2 separate regions of the Mus musculus genome follow, and region 2 is linked to region 1. A link is a contact called in public Hi-C data. All regions are on one chromosome and are shown on one strand. Each heading gives the region's core, a stretch centred on a gene start, on an enhancer-like site or on the middle of the called end of the contact. The rest is flanking DNA. Distances are from core to core; before and after follow the strand shown.

The links. A called contact is a pair of places that touch in the nucleus more often than the background predicts.
Region 2: a Hi-C map of the G1E-ER4 cell line shows a contact between it and region 1, with 3 times the contacts expected there. The contact joins the promoter of Mbnl3 here to the enhancer-like site in region 1. A contact is called at or near these places in 9 of 39 promoter capture datasets (the 3T3-L1 cell line, 3T3-L1-derived adipocytes, the C10 cell line and 6 more), 26 of 484 Hi-C or Micro-C datasets (the Ba/F3 cell line, the C2C12 cell line, the G1E-ER4 cell line and 20 more), 2 of 115 datasets of contacts at active chromatin or transcription factors (bone marrow-derived dendritic cells and bone marrow-derived macrophages) and 3 of 9 other capture datasets (adipose tissue, liver and macrophages).

What each region holds. Positions count from the first base shown.
Region 1 is chrX:51,082,886-51,089,460 of GRCm38.p6, reverse strand. No RefSeq gene overlaps it. Among named protein-coding and RNA genes, the nearest start is that of Rap2c, 68 kb to the right of the region's middle. Within about 2 kb of position 4,285, at least 15 of the 459 cell types and tissues checked have an H3K27ac peak or open chromatin away from gene starts, as enhancers often do. A contact at or near this core is called in the Ba/F3 cell line, the G1E-ER4 cell line, the HPC-7 cell line and 1 more, where this site is marked.
Region 2 is chrX:51,201,826-51,208,050 of GRCm38.p6, reverse strand. It overlaps Mbnl3 (muscleblind like splicing factor 3), which reads left to right and starts at 2,061. Exons shown (of 8, transcript NM_134163.5): 1 at 2,061-2,277.

The DNA of each region.
Region 1 (6,575 bases), core at 3,036-5,535:
CTGGAATTTAAGAAAATAGAAGGAGAGCAACCACAATGTCTCAACAAATTACCCTTGCTTTGGTGACAAGGTAGTATCAAATACTTTTCATGCTCAGGGAGTGCCATATGCCAGCCACTGCTCTAGCAGCAGTGACCTGTATTAATTCAGCCTCACACGGGCATCATCTGCATAATTATTATCTGTGATGGAGAAGCAGACACTGAGATATTATGCCACTAGCATAAGGTCACATAGCCACCAGATGGCAAAGGCCGTATTCAAATATCTGATTTGGGTCCAGGGTCAGCATCCAAACCTTGATGATCTACTGCTTCTCTGTGGAGCATGTCATCTTTTCTACAAATGTATCCCAGTGAGTGGTTGCTCAACTTAGGTGAAGACTTTAAAGAAAATGGCCATAATTGCACAACATCATTTGGAAAGGAATGTTCAGAATCTCAGAGGCACTCCTGCTTTATCTTACATAGCGGAGTGTGAAGATCAGGACCTCCCAATAAAGCAGCACAAGGAGAGATGCTTCCTTCGTGTCCTTTCTATGCATATGTGTCCTTGGCAGAATACCCTAATCAGCAGTAGTTCAAGTCAATGGCTATGGTAATACTTCCACTTTCTTAGTAGAGTTCTGTAAAGAAAACCTAATAGCTGGATGTGGTGGTGCACACCTTTCATCCCAACACAAGGCAGAAGCAGGTGGAGCTTTGAGAATTCAAGGCCACATTGGTCTACACAGTGAGCTCTAGACCATCCAGGGCTACATAGTGAGATCCTGTCTCAAAAGGAAGAGGAGGAGAAAGAAGAAGAAAAAGAAGGAGGAGGAAGAAGAGGAAGGAAGGAAGGAAGGAAGGAAGGAAGGAAGGGAGGGAGGGAGGGAGGGAGAGAAGGAGGGAGGGAAGGAGGGAGGAAGAAAGGAAGGAAACCTAGTAGTACTAAATACTAGTAAAATCTTAAAGCAGTTAGAAATGTCATTTCTAGTGTGAAGTTAAGAGATAGCCCTTTTGAATGGGATTTGCCTTGTCTTTATAACAAACACTATTACCTATTCACTCAGCCCTTAGGTATTTATCTAAGAGAAATTAAAAGTTAAGTCCAAACAAATTCTGTCTGTTAATATGTAGTGCTTTTGTTGATAGTCTCTACTAATGAAAACAACTTAAAAGTCCTTTAGCTGGAGAGTGGATGAAGTGTGACATAATTATACAATGGATACCTCCCATCGATAATCAGGAACAAATTATTGATGAATCTGAGGCATTTTTTTTCTAACTGAAAGATGCTAGACTTAAAAAGATACCCATGATTCCCTTGATATATCATCCTGGAAAGGCAAAACACGATGGCAGTAGATAATAGATCAGAAGTTGTTGGGCCTGAATTATAGGTTGAATAAAAGGGCAACAGCAGGGTGGAACTGGGGATGGGGTAGGCTGAAGCTCCTCTTTCTAGTTTATTGTCATCCTGGTATTTACATGACTACATGAGTCAGAAACACATAGACTGCACACCATGAAGAATTTGATTTATTAAATATCAAGTGAAAGAAACAAGTAAAGTGGCAGTCTATGTGCTTCTGGCCCCTTTGGAAAGCATGTGAGCCCTTCCTCTTGTTTTGCCCTGAGCTGAAAAACAAACAAACAAACAAACAAAAATCCACCATCATTAGAAGGCTCATCTAACAGTAAAAGGCAGGGAAAGGAACAGTTTCTGAGGTGGTAGAAGGCTGCCACGAAGTTGAAGAGACTACATCAGTGATGATCTCTAGTTGGGATCACTAAGTGCCCCCGCAAAGTACAGAGAAAATATAAAGGCTGGGAAATGGATTATGTGATCCCATACAGAGTCCTACGCAGGTCTAACTGTCAGTGTCCTCTTCTCATCCTGTGTCATGAGATCAGAGTTTGTCTAAAGACAGGAACAAACATAACCAGAGTGTGGGTGGCAGAATTAGAGTAATCAGGCAAGACATTTAAAAGGATCGCAAAATACAGAAAACCTAGTCTTTGCTTTCTTCTCATTATCCTGAAATTGTTATGACATGCTAGATAGGCAGAGAAGACAGTTATAATTATATAAATCTTATGAAATTAAATGGGAGAGAAAGCGCTGTCATGTGTGTAGCCAAGGAGTTCAGACTCTCCAAAAGCAGGTATCGTAAGTGCTAATGTATGGCAACAACATTTCTTTCTTCTAAAATATAGAAGTTACTTTCTGTTACTATTTGGTGACATTCTGCATCTTCCTGTTTGTGGTCATTTAGATCATCTTATGAATTATGGAGAACTTCCTAAGGCATGCATCAGTGAGATTCCTCCCACACGTGACCATGCTCTCTACCCTTCTTGTGTTCATAAACTTAAATGGTGCGAAGGGGAGAAACTCTACAAATGTCTGCACAGTACAAACAGCATGGATGGACCCATGTACTCAGTTTTTTCCCAAGTTAAAAAATATATATCAATTTATTCTTGGATTTTAAAAAATGTGAAAGGAGCTGGAAAGATGCTTCAGCAGTTAAGAACATTTGCTGCCCTTGCAGAGGACCCTGGTTAAGTTCCCAGCACTCACATGGAGCCTTACAACCATCTGAAATTTAAGGTCTTGGGAATCTGACCTGCTCTTCAGACCTCTTAGGGCACCAGACTTACACATAGCATATTGCATATAAACATGCATGCTGACAAACTTTCGATCTAATAATAAATAAATAATTTTAAAACTGTGAGAAAAATTCCTGAGCTCAATTCAATAATTGTGAAAGAATGAAAGCCCACAGTTGGAAGGAAGGCATGGAGAAGAAAATACATCTCTCAACACCCTTATGTTCTCTATTTGTTTATGACTTGTATCTTACACTGTTTCCCAATTTATATTCTGGGAATAAGCAGAGACTATTTTATAACTGCCCAACAACTACTTCAGAATGTATTCTGTCTAAGCTTAATCAATGGAACTAAAACACAGCTCATATCTCAGGCCCTTCGTCCCCTACTTAATCCTAGGGCTGGATATGGGATCCAGATCAGCACAAATGGACACAGCAGTAATTTCAGAGGTAAGCTGATTACACAAACTGCACCTGACCATGGCAAACCTGAGATATCTGGTGGAATTATCAGAAAAGAAGTGGCCCTGTTTTTCTATAGGAATCATTAAGGCAGGAGACTGTAAGTCTGGTAGTCTTGGTCATCCTATGGGAAGAGGCTACATAATAATGAAGGAAATATGAGGGGAACCAGAGGATAATTCCTAATTCCTTAATGCTAGTTTATTTCTATTACCTGCCCCGTGTTTTCTGCTATCTCGACATCCTATTTAATCACACCTTTCATCATCTTGTCACTGATTTATTCATTTAGCAAATATTTGTATAACTACTCAATATTTAGTGATCTACTGAGGGACTATTGTGGTTATGGGAATAGTCCCAGAATTATCATTTTAAAAAAGAGAACTTAGGGACTAGAGAGATGACTTGGTGGTTAAGAGTACTTCCTGTTCCTGCAGAGAATCCTACAAGACATTGGTTCCTTGGGTTTACCTGGTGGCTCACAACCTTTGGTTACTTTATTTCCAGGTAATCCATTGCCCTCTTCAGGACCCATAGGTATTGCATGAATGCAGCACACTTCCAAACAAGTAGGCAAAATATGTAATAGCAAGAAAAATATATGAAAAATAACAGGAGATCTTCAGCCTGCAAGATGACTTACTGCAACATTTCTGGTGAAGTAAGTTTGATTCCCAGAACTGTCTTAAAGGTAGAGAGAACTACTCTACAATGTTGTCTTCTGAATTGCACAAACAGGTACACACAGAGACACACACAGACATGCACACACAGAAGGTAGTAGGAGGGGAGAGGGACGGAGGGAAATAGATACACAGAGAAAGACAGAGACAAAGAGACATCAAGAGAAAATAAAGTTCTTTAAGAAGAGGAAATCTTGGGATAATGTCACAGCTCCACAGGAGGTATGAAAATTTTAAAGAAAAAAAAAGTCTGTGTAGGAACCTAATTTGAAAACCTATTTTAGAAATTCAATGATAGTAGGAACATTCAAAGGGCACGAATGAGGAAATACATCTTACATAGCTCTAAGCAAATCGTCCTTGGTTTATTTTTATAGACCATTTACTTTTATTTGTCTTGTTAGAAGACATCACAGAACCCATTCAAATGTATCTATAGATTCTGGGGCGGGGGGAGGTCCATGACAGTTGAAAATGGTTTATCATTGTAATCTATTTCCTCCTTTGGGTTTCAGGACTGCTGCGTCATTGCTTAACGAGAAGCAACGTGAGAGTATCCTTGCAGCAAGCCTTTCAAACTCTAGTGAGACAGAAAGGAAGCAGGGTTTCCGTCTCCCTTGCTTTATGACTGTTTGTAGAGTTTTTGATCTACTTATGCTGTGAAAAATATATATATATAAATAGAATTACTTGAAGGTCTTAAGAGCTAAAGTCTAACAGAGCCTCACAAAACAAATGTTGTCCTTGAACATTGAAGCCGAAGTGATATTGAAGAGGAGTAGAGGAACCAATGCGTTTTAGGACGTTGTTTTGGAAGAAACAATATGAGGAATTCAATTTTCAGCACTCTCCCTTTTTAAGCTCCTGAAAAACATCCTAGGGTTAAACTATGTGAATCGTGAATCGCTACTTCCTATGTGATAAGTACATACTATTGAGTTAGTAGGCATTTAGATACTTAAGAACTACCTGCCTGTGAGAATAGGAGCAAAGAGTCAACAGGAACCATTGATTTCCACTCAATGACTGTCAATCCGACTCTGGGATCTTTTTTTCTTTGTGGTACCATGGATTGGTCCCAGGGTTCTGTGCACACCAAGCAAATTCCTCATCAAGGAGCTACACTCACAACCCATATGTCACTTCTTTCAGGTCTCAGAGAGCTATACATTTTTATTTTGTCTCTGCTCTTCTGGACTGTTCTCTTAGCATTAACTTCATTCTCCCATTTCTAGCTTAGGTTCTCTGGATTCACATTCACAAAGCAGGAGAATGGAGGAGGAGGGAGACTGGGCAACAGTTCAGACACCTACTTGCTCAGAAGCGAGGCTAGAGAAGAAACACTGTTGCCAGGAAGACTGTGGTATTTCTCTACTAGTCCATTAAACTTCAGCCCCAAGGATTGCTTTATGCAATGATGGTGGATTGAGAGGAGGCTAATTCATCATGCACCCACTCTTGCTCCATCCATCAGTTGTAAATTGTAGTCTGGGTCATTTGATCTTGGGATGCCAAAATGAGTTGGGGCACCGTTTATTCTAATGTGTCCACAGGGTGCTGGGCTAGAGTGCAGAAAAGACTTGGGCATTTTCCTAGCTTCTCTGTCATTCATCTTCTCAAAGGGCCAGATCTCACTATGATGGAAACAAAAGAACCACTTTTTCCAAGAAGACCTTTAATGTGTTTATAAGCAATCTGCTGCTGTATGTGTCACTGGTGGCTGCGTTTTAAGGAGAGAAAAAAAACATTGAAGTAGTGTTGATGACAGTAATTTTATTTTACTTTCTCCCCCTTGTTTGGCTTTAAAACATGAATCGAATACATTCTCTAAGTACAGGAAAATTGTAATAATGCTGTTGAGAGCAAAATTTACCACTATGGTAACTGTAAAAACACATTGATAATAGATTTTAAAAACAATTTTAGGGGTATATTGGGATTGTGTTTTAGTGCTGTGACTAAACTCTGGGAAAAAGTTAATCAAAATGCAGTTGTCAGCAGTTTTGTATGTCAAGATATGAACAGATCAAAGGATGGATCAAAGCCTTCTGGCTTTAGCTGATGTCTGTACATTAAGATTTAGGGATGGCTGGATGCTTGAGAAAGTGACAAAGACCCAAGAGATAATCTCTGACAGGCACAATAAACAGGATGATGCACGTCAAAGAAAAGCCATGAAAAGCAAAAGGACCAGGATTAAGAGCAGGCAAGATCTGAGTCTGTAGGATTTCTCCAGTCACAGGAGAGGCAGGAAGAGATGGTCACTGAATTCTTACTGCCATATGAAGGCTCAAATAGCACCACCCGAAGAAATAGCTAGAAAGTGGGAGTGGTGTTGTGTTTGTTTTTTTGGTTTGTTGTTGTTTGTTTGTTTTTTCAAAATGCTTCCCCCCGCCCCGCCCCGGGAATTGCTATGTAGACCAAGCTGGCTTTGAACTCACAGACATCCACATGCATATATCTGTCTCCCAAATGTTGAGATTTCAAGGCATGCCGCACCACCACACTCAGCACAACTACTTAATCTGATTACATCTGTTCTAACTAAATTTCAGAATTATACCTCTTGGCTATGTTTTCTGTTGTCCTCAACCAGCCTGAGGAGGTATTTCCAATCCCATTTAAACTTGTGTTCCCAATGCCACTTTGCCCTTACCCACATTGATTGACTCCAAATCAAATTTACTCCATAGCTCAAACCCCACTAGAATGGACGTTGAAAGTTCAACCTACATTTTCTGTGACTCTGGACAATTCTTCTACTTCCTGGGCTCTCCATATACTTTTATTTAGCTTACATGCACACACATGCACACACACGCGCG
Region 2 (6,225 bases), core at 812-3,311, 120 kb before region 1:
AGAATCGCTCACAAGCCCCATTTGACTCATTGGTGGGGCAAAGGGCCAGGAATGACAATTTTGAATCAAACAGTAACCTTTGAAGATCCTTCAGGGTAATGATGCCGAGAAGATCCCAAATGCAAATGAGGAGCAGATGGAAGTGTTATGAGACTTGAATGTACAAACATTTATGGTAAGAGACCTTCTAGAGTATTGTGAGGACACGGCCCTATTTTTCTTTGGCGATGTTCCTCTAACCATGTCTGAGAAGAGCCAAAGAGACTATTGACTGGCTAGAATTTGTTTATAAGGTTACTCTTCTCTCCAGAAAACAGTAAAATCTCCTTTGCAGTTTTCACTGGCCAGCCCTTTCAAGCAAGAGACAATGTTGAAACCATGCTGTCCCCTAGATGGGTAACATTCCTTGAAGTGTACCGCACATTCCTAAGGAAATAATTGTTCTAGCAACTCCACAACAGTGAAAGTGGGCCTGTCTGTGTGGGTGGTTATTAGGAAAACCTGTGGGTCCCGCAGGAGTCTTGGATTGCAGTGGTGGACAGAGGTGAGGGACCCGTGTTGCCCAAGTTTAGTATAAAGACTCCTTTTGTTGAGTCACTGACATGACAGCTCCTCATTTGTTGGGTCACTGGGCATAAAGTTATACTGCCTTGCCTGTCTTCCAGTCTCTCGAAGTAACCAACACCTCTTTAGTTTGGTGGTGGCTCGTGGACTGGCAAAACCACTTCCTATATGCCAGACAAGTTTGACTTTTTTTTTTTTACAGTAGTGCAGGGACTTTGGCAAGTATGAAAGAAGGCGTGGGAGAAGTAGTTAGGAGTTCATGAGGTAACCAGGAAGTCCTTATTTTGACTTGTTAGGATCCTGGCCATAACTCTCAAGTGTTTGACATGATCCCTGTACATTGTCCTGGTGACTTTCCCAGTTCTTGCCAAATGCCATTGCAGATTTTAATGATGTGAGGGGCAGTTTGTGCCCAGTCTTCTAACCATTGCTGTCGTACTCTGATTATTTTGCATTTAACACACAGAGATTGATTTCTTGCCTAAAATGAGCTGAATTCTATTTGGATCAGTTGGGCAGAATTAAAAAGTATAATTAGCCCGAGAATTCACTTCACTCCACAACCTAACTGCCACTTAAATATGCCCTGCAATGCTTCTGCACTTTGTGCGGAGCTTATAGAGCTGAGTTCTAGACTGAAGCAGTTGATTGCATGCAGGAAAGCAGCCATGAATTGCTACGAGATCCTCGTTGACGATCCTGCATGTGTGTGTGTTATCATCTACAATTGTCCTCATAAAATTAAATAAAAGCACGCATTTATTATTGTGGGGCTCCAATTAAGAGACAGCTGGTGCTCTTATTACGCTCGCATTAAATTGAAACTTGTAATTTAGATGTCCAGATGCACACTTTAAAACCCAAGTATAAAACCGCCTTTGCTTTGTCCATTTTCCATTCAGAAGTATCTGGAACCCTACCTCAGGGCTCCTCCTACCCGGTAAACTCCCTTGCAGTAGGGGAAGCATTTCCTCTGATCAACAGTTCTCTTCTCTCAAGTTTTTGGAGCGAAATAAAAGATCTGGCGTTTTATGGAAGGGAGGAGACCCCGGAAGGCAAACGGTAAGTATTTCACCCTCCACGAGTTGAAATACGTATTGATCAAAGTCATTTTGGAATTTTTCTAGTACACCTCACCTGTCTCGGGAGTGTCTAGAAACCTATAGCTTCGCATTACAATTGCCTGTCTAGTTGGCACTGTAGTCACTGAAGCTCTAGAAACTTTAGAGCCGGCTCGCGCTCCCGACCCGGGTGGCGTGTGCATGCTTCCCGCCGGCTTTGCTTCTGAACATCCTGAACGTTATGATTTGCCCCCATCCCCCCTCCCACACACATACTTAATAACGCAATGACAAAAGCCACTCTCGGCGAGGGCTTGTGCAAGCTGGGGGCTTGGGGGTGGGGTGGGGGGAGGCGCCACACCCCCTGAGAATAAAGCCCACGCCAGCAGTCTCGGGAAAAGCAAGCGCGAAGGTACGACTCTCACAAAGACGAGATTTCACGACGCAAGTGCGTCCTACAGGAAGAAAGTGCCCCCAGTCGGAGCGCGAGCAGGAGCGCGACTTTTTGGCGCTCTTTGCGAGCGAGCCGCAAGGAGGCGGAAGACGGTCCCGGGCCGGGGCGCGGGAATCGGGGCAGCGAGCGCCGCACGGGGGAGTTCCTGCGCGTGGCGTCCTCGCAGCGAGACGCCGCTGGAGTCGCTCACTCGGAGAGGTGAGGCTGGACGGTGGCGGGGGCGGTGGCCGTGGCAGTGGCGGCGAGGGGCGACGGCTAGGCGGGGTGAGTGGCGCTACCTGGCCAGGCGGGGCGGGGCCGGTCCGGGGCGGCTGAGGGCGGCGATTGCCGGCGACTCCAGGAGTTTGGCGTGAGTTGCCTTGCGGGCGCCTAAAATCCGAATTGTCTCTCCCGAATGGCCGAGCGCTAAAGTGAGAGCCAGCGGGGTCAGCCCGGGGGAGCGCGGGGGGGAGGGATGCGGGACTTTTGTGTGTGTGTTGTGGGGGTGCACGGTGGAGGGGTGCCGGGGAGAACTTAGGGCACGCCTTTAACTAGGGGCCCCAGTTTGGGGGAGATGAGGTGGGGGTGGGATGAGGGCCGGTTGCCACAGCAACCACGAGCCTCGGCGGCAGGAGCCCCGTGCCTGCCCCGGCCGGCCCTCCCGCTTGCCCGCTCGCCGGCCCGCCCGCCCGCGCGCGCCGCGGCGGCTTGGGGAGCTGGGGCGCTCGGAGGTGTGCTCCGAGTGGACTGAACCAAGCGGTGGCGACCGCGGGGGGTGGGGAGGGCGTGCTCCCGGGCCCCTCCCCTAGCAAGCCGGCCGAGTTGGGGGGACTCCCCCATTACCGAGGGCACCCCACAAACTAGGGTCTCCTTAGGCCTGAGGCAAAAGCGTGGGGGCCTGGGGACGGGGGTGGGGTGGGGGCGGAGGTGGATGGCACCTCTGGGCTCGTGGTCTTGGTCCCCGGAGTTCGCAGCGCGTGTTGCTGGACTTGACACCGTACACCCCGCTGCCGCTGACTCGGGGCCCGGTAGCACGTCCCAGCCCTGAAGTTCTGGAGGTGGGGCGAGCTTTAATTTGCCTATATCTAAGGATTTCAGGAACCTCGCTTTAAAATGGCGGCATCCACTATACACCCCTGCTAAAGGCTCGCCCGGCACCGGGGCCACCTAGCGCAGCGCAGCGCTGCTTTTTTTTTTTTTTTTTTTTTTTGCTTCTCCCGCTAACAGATGGCATGTGCGGCTGTTGCTGCCTCTGCCCCTACTGCTGCCACTGAGAACAGGGGCCCCTTAGCCTCTGGGTTTGAGCTAGCGACGGAAGGTAAGGCTGCGGATGAGTTTGGGTTTAGGAAACTGGCTGCCTTGCTAGGACACCGATGAAATGCGCTGCTTTTAAAACTTTTTTTCTACTCCCGCGCAAACAAGGCAATTTAACACTGACTGCAACTTGTTGCGTGGGTTTATTTTTTTCCCTGTTTGTTTTCTTTTCTTTTTTCCTTTGATTTTCCTCGTTTACTCTTTCCTTCCTCTCACCCCCACCTTTCCTTTTTTTTTTTTTAACATAAAGGAACTTCCTGCATGGCTTGTCATTAGCAAACGCTTTCTCTAACTAACTTTCCCATTTCCATGGGATGCCTTAGCAGGGCCGCAGAACTGCATTGCATCTCTTCCCTCCCTGTGTGAATACATTTGGGCAGCTTGCTTTTACCACCTGGAGCTGAATGGCATGATGGCTCTACATTATAGGGAAGGATTGTAAAGGCAGCTGTAGTTTTTAGCACTAGGAAAAAAAAGCTTCTGTGATAAGAAAATGACATTAAAACACGGGTTCTACTGAAGTTTAACCGTAGGCCATTAGTTGTGCTGTTGGTTTCGGCACACGTAGATTATGTGACACTGTTTATTGATAAGTAAGCACACACAACACACACATAGATGTGAATATTTTGTTCCAATGGTTTTAGGGAGTTCTTTTCGTCTAGATGTTCTTAATTGCTCTTTCTAAACTGGCCTCTGACCCCCACAGCCTTTCCATACGTGTAGGTAAAGTTCCTGGGAAAACATCAATTAAAATAAAGCTGCTGCAAGATTTAATTTTGAAATGATTGGTGACTGATCACAGTGCAGACATGTTGGTTTAATTAGCAAGGCTTTGGGTGACTACTGAAAAACAGACGGCTGATGCACCCGAACCAATGACTGGACACCGACACGTAATGTAATTGATCCAGGTATTTCTGAAGAAAGGCATATTGACAAGGACCCTTACCAGAGACTTTGGCTTTTTCTGAATCATAGGCACATTTTCTTTTGGACTGTGCAAAATTTAGTCCATTAGACATTAAATACTAAAGCAAATTGTTTTTTTTTTTAATTTATAATGCTTTGGGGAAATGCTTTTCCCAAATATTTAGAAACACTTCTCTAAGCCTAGCCTAAATAGACGTCTGTCTATAACCCAGCTGATCCTATTGTACTCGGTGTGCTTTTCACTTCTTCCAAGCAATAGAAGCTGGAAAGGAGGGGAAAGTTTGTTTTGCACCTACTAAAGTCTAGTGCAGGTTTTCTACAGTCTACCTAGAAACAAAGACCCACGCTGCTAACAATGGAATTTACTGTCTAGTAATTCCACACTGCTCGAAGAGACCCATGGGAAGCCATCACATTTGAGAAAGGAGGTGCTAGAGGGAGAGCAATAGATATCTGCAGAGGAAGGATGACAACCATCAAGTTCTCATTTTTTTAATGATCCCAAACCTAGTCTTCAGGTCTATAAGCTGTGTGGCTGAATGATTTTGGGCCAGAGACATCATTATAAAAAGTGAAAGTATTAAACCTCGGGGCCACAGCACTATAGGTGTGAGAACATTTCCCAGTCACTGCCCTGCTGCCTTATGTAGGGATGAGACCAGAGACTTCCTATGAAAATGTGACTTTCTGCTTTGCTCTGCGTGTAAGAACCACTCCATCTCGCTGATTTCTGTTCCTGCTTTAAGAATGCATAATGAGTCCCAGGACTGTTATAAAATAGCTTTTTCTCAACTTGAAATAGCATCTCATACCAGCTTCTCTTTAAGGAGGATAAAGCCTATGACTATTTGCTGGCAGCCGAAGCACGCTCTGAGTGTATTTGTACCTAACTTAGAGTTAAATAATTTTTTGCATACACCACTGTTTAAAAAGTGTTGAACTATACAGGAAAATAGGCAGTCTATAGCTCATGATGGGACAGATTTTGTGCACGGCTTTCAATTTAAACAGAAAGCCCTTTTGTACAGTTGCAAGAACCTAAAATACAAAGTAGATTACAATGTGCATTCTCCTCATTGCATTCTGCTTGCCTAAAATGGGTTCTCTTGCCTCTCACTGGACTTCCAGGAAGTTGTGAAAGTTACCCTTTTAGCCAGTAGGTGTGTTCTTGTCTGTCTAACTTTACACGATAAAGTAAAAAGCAGTTTGGAAATTTAAAAAAAAAAAAAGGTTTTGTCTTTTGAGTGGCTGCACAGTTCTACACATTTGCTGGAATGCTGACAGGCTCTTGGATGTTGTGCAGATGTTGACAATATAGCTTGCAGTACAGTTGTGTACTCCATTCAGCTGTCTTTGCATCTTGGAAGGAGGGGTGGGAAGAAAGGGAGCGAAAAGCCGCACTGTGATGAAGCTATTCATTCATAAAATTTTACACGTACTCTGCTTCTAGTGAAAGACAATCAAGAAGGTGGCAGACTTTTTCTTTTGAAATAAAAGGTGCTGTCTGCTAGATTACAAACGGGGACTGGGGAAATGTGAAGAATAAGTTACAGTGCCTATTAGACAAATGTCTTGATCCTGTCCCGTTGTCAAAATAAAATAATGGTCACGGCCATGTTGAAATGCTCAAGAGTCTGAAAGTGATCTAGGTTGCAATCACCTTTACTTGATTTGTGTTGTTCATGTTATTTTGAGACAGGGTCTCACTATGTAGCTCAGGCTTGCCTTGAACTCCTGTGTGTACTGCTCAGCTGGGGTTCCAGGTATGTACCAGACTGTTGAATTATGATAATGATTGAACAGATGGATTGAGACCATCATAAATGTGGTATTAAGGAAGTAGAAATCAGAAATAATATCCCTCTGTGATATTTTTCTGCATCTCCCTTGGTTATGATATGATACTTCAAAAATGGAAAG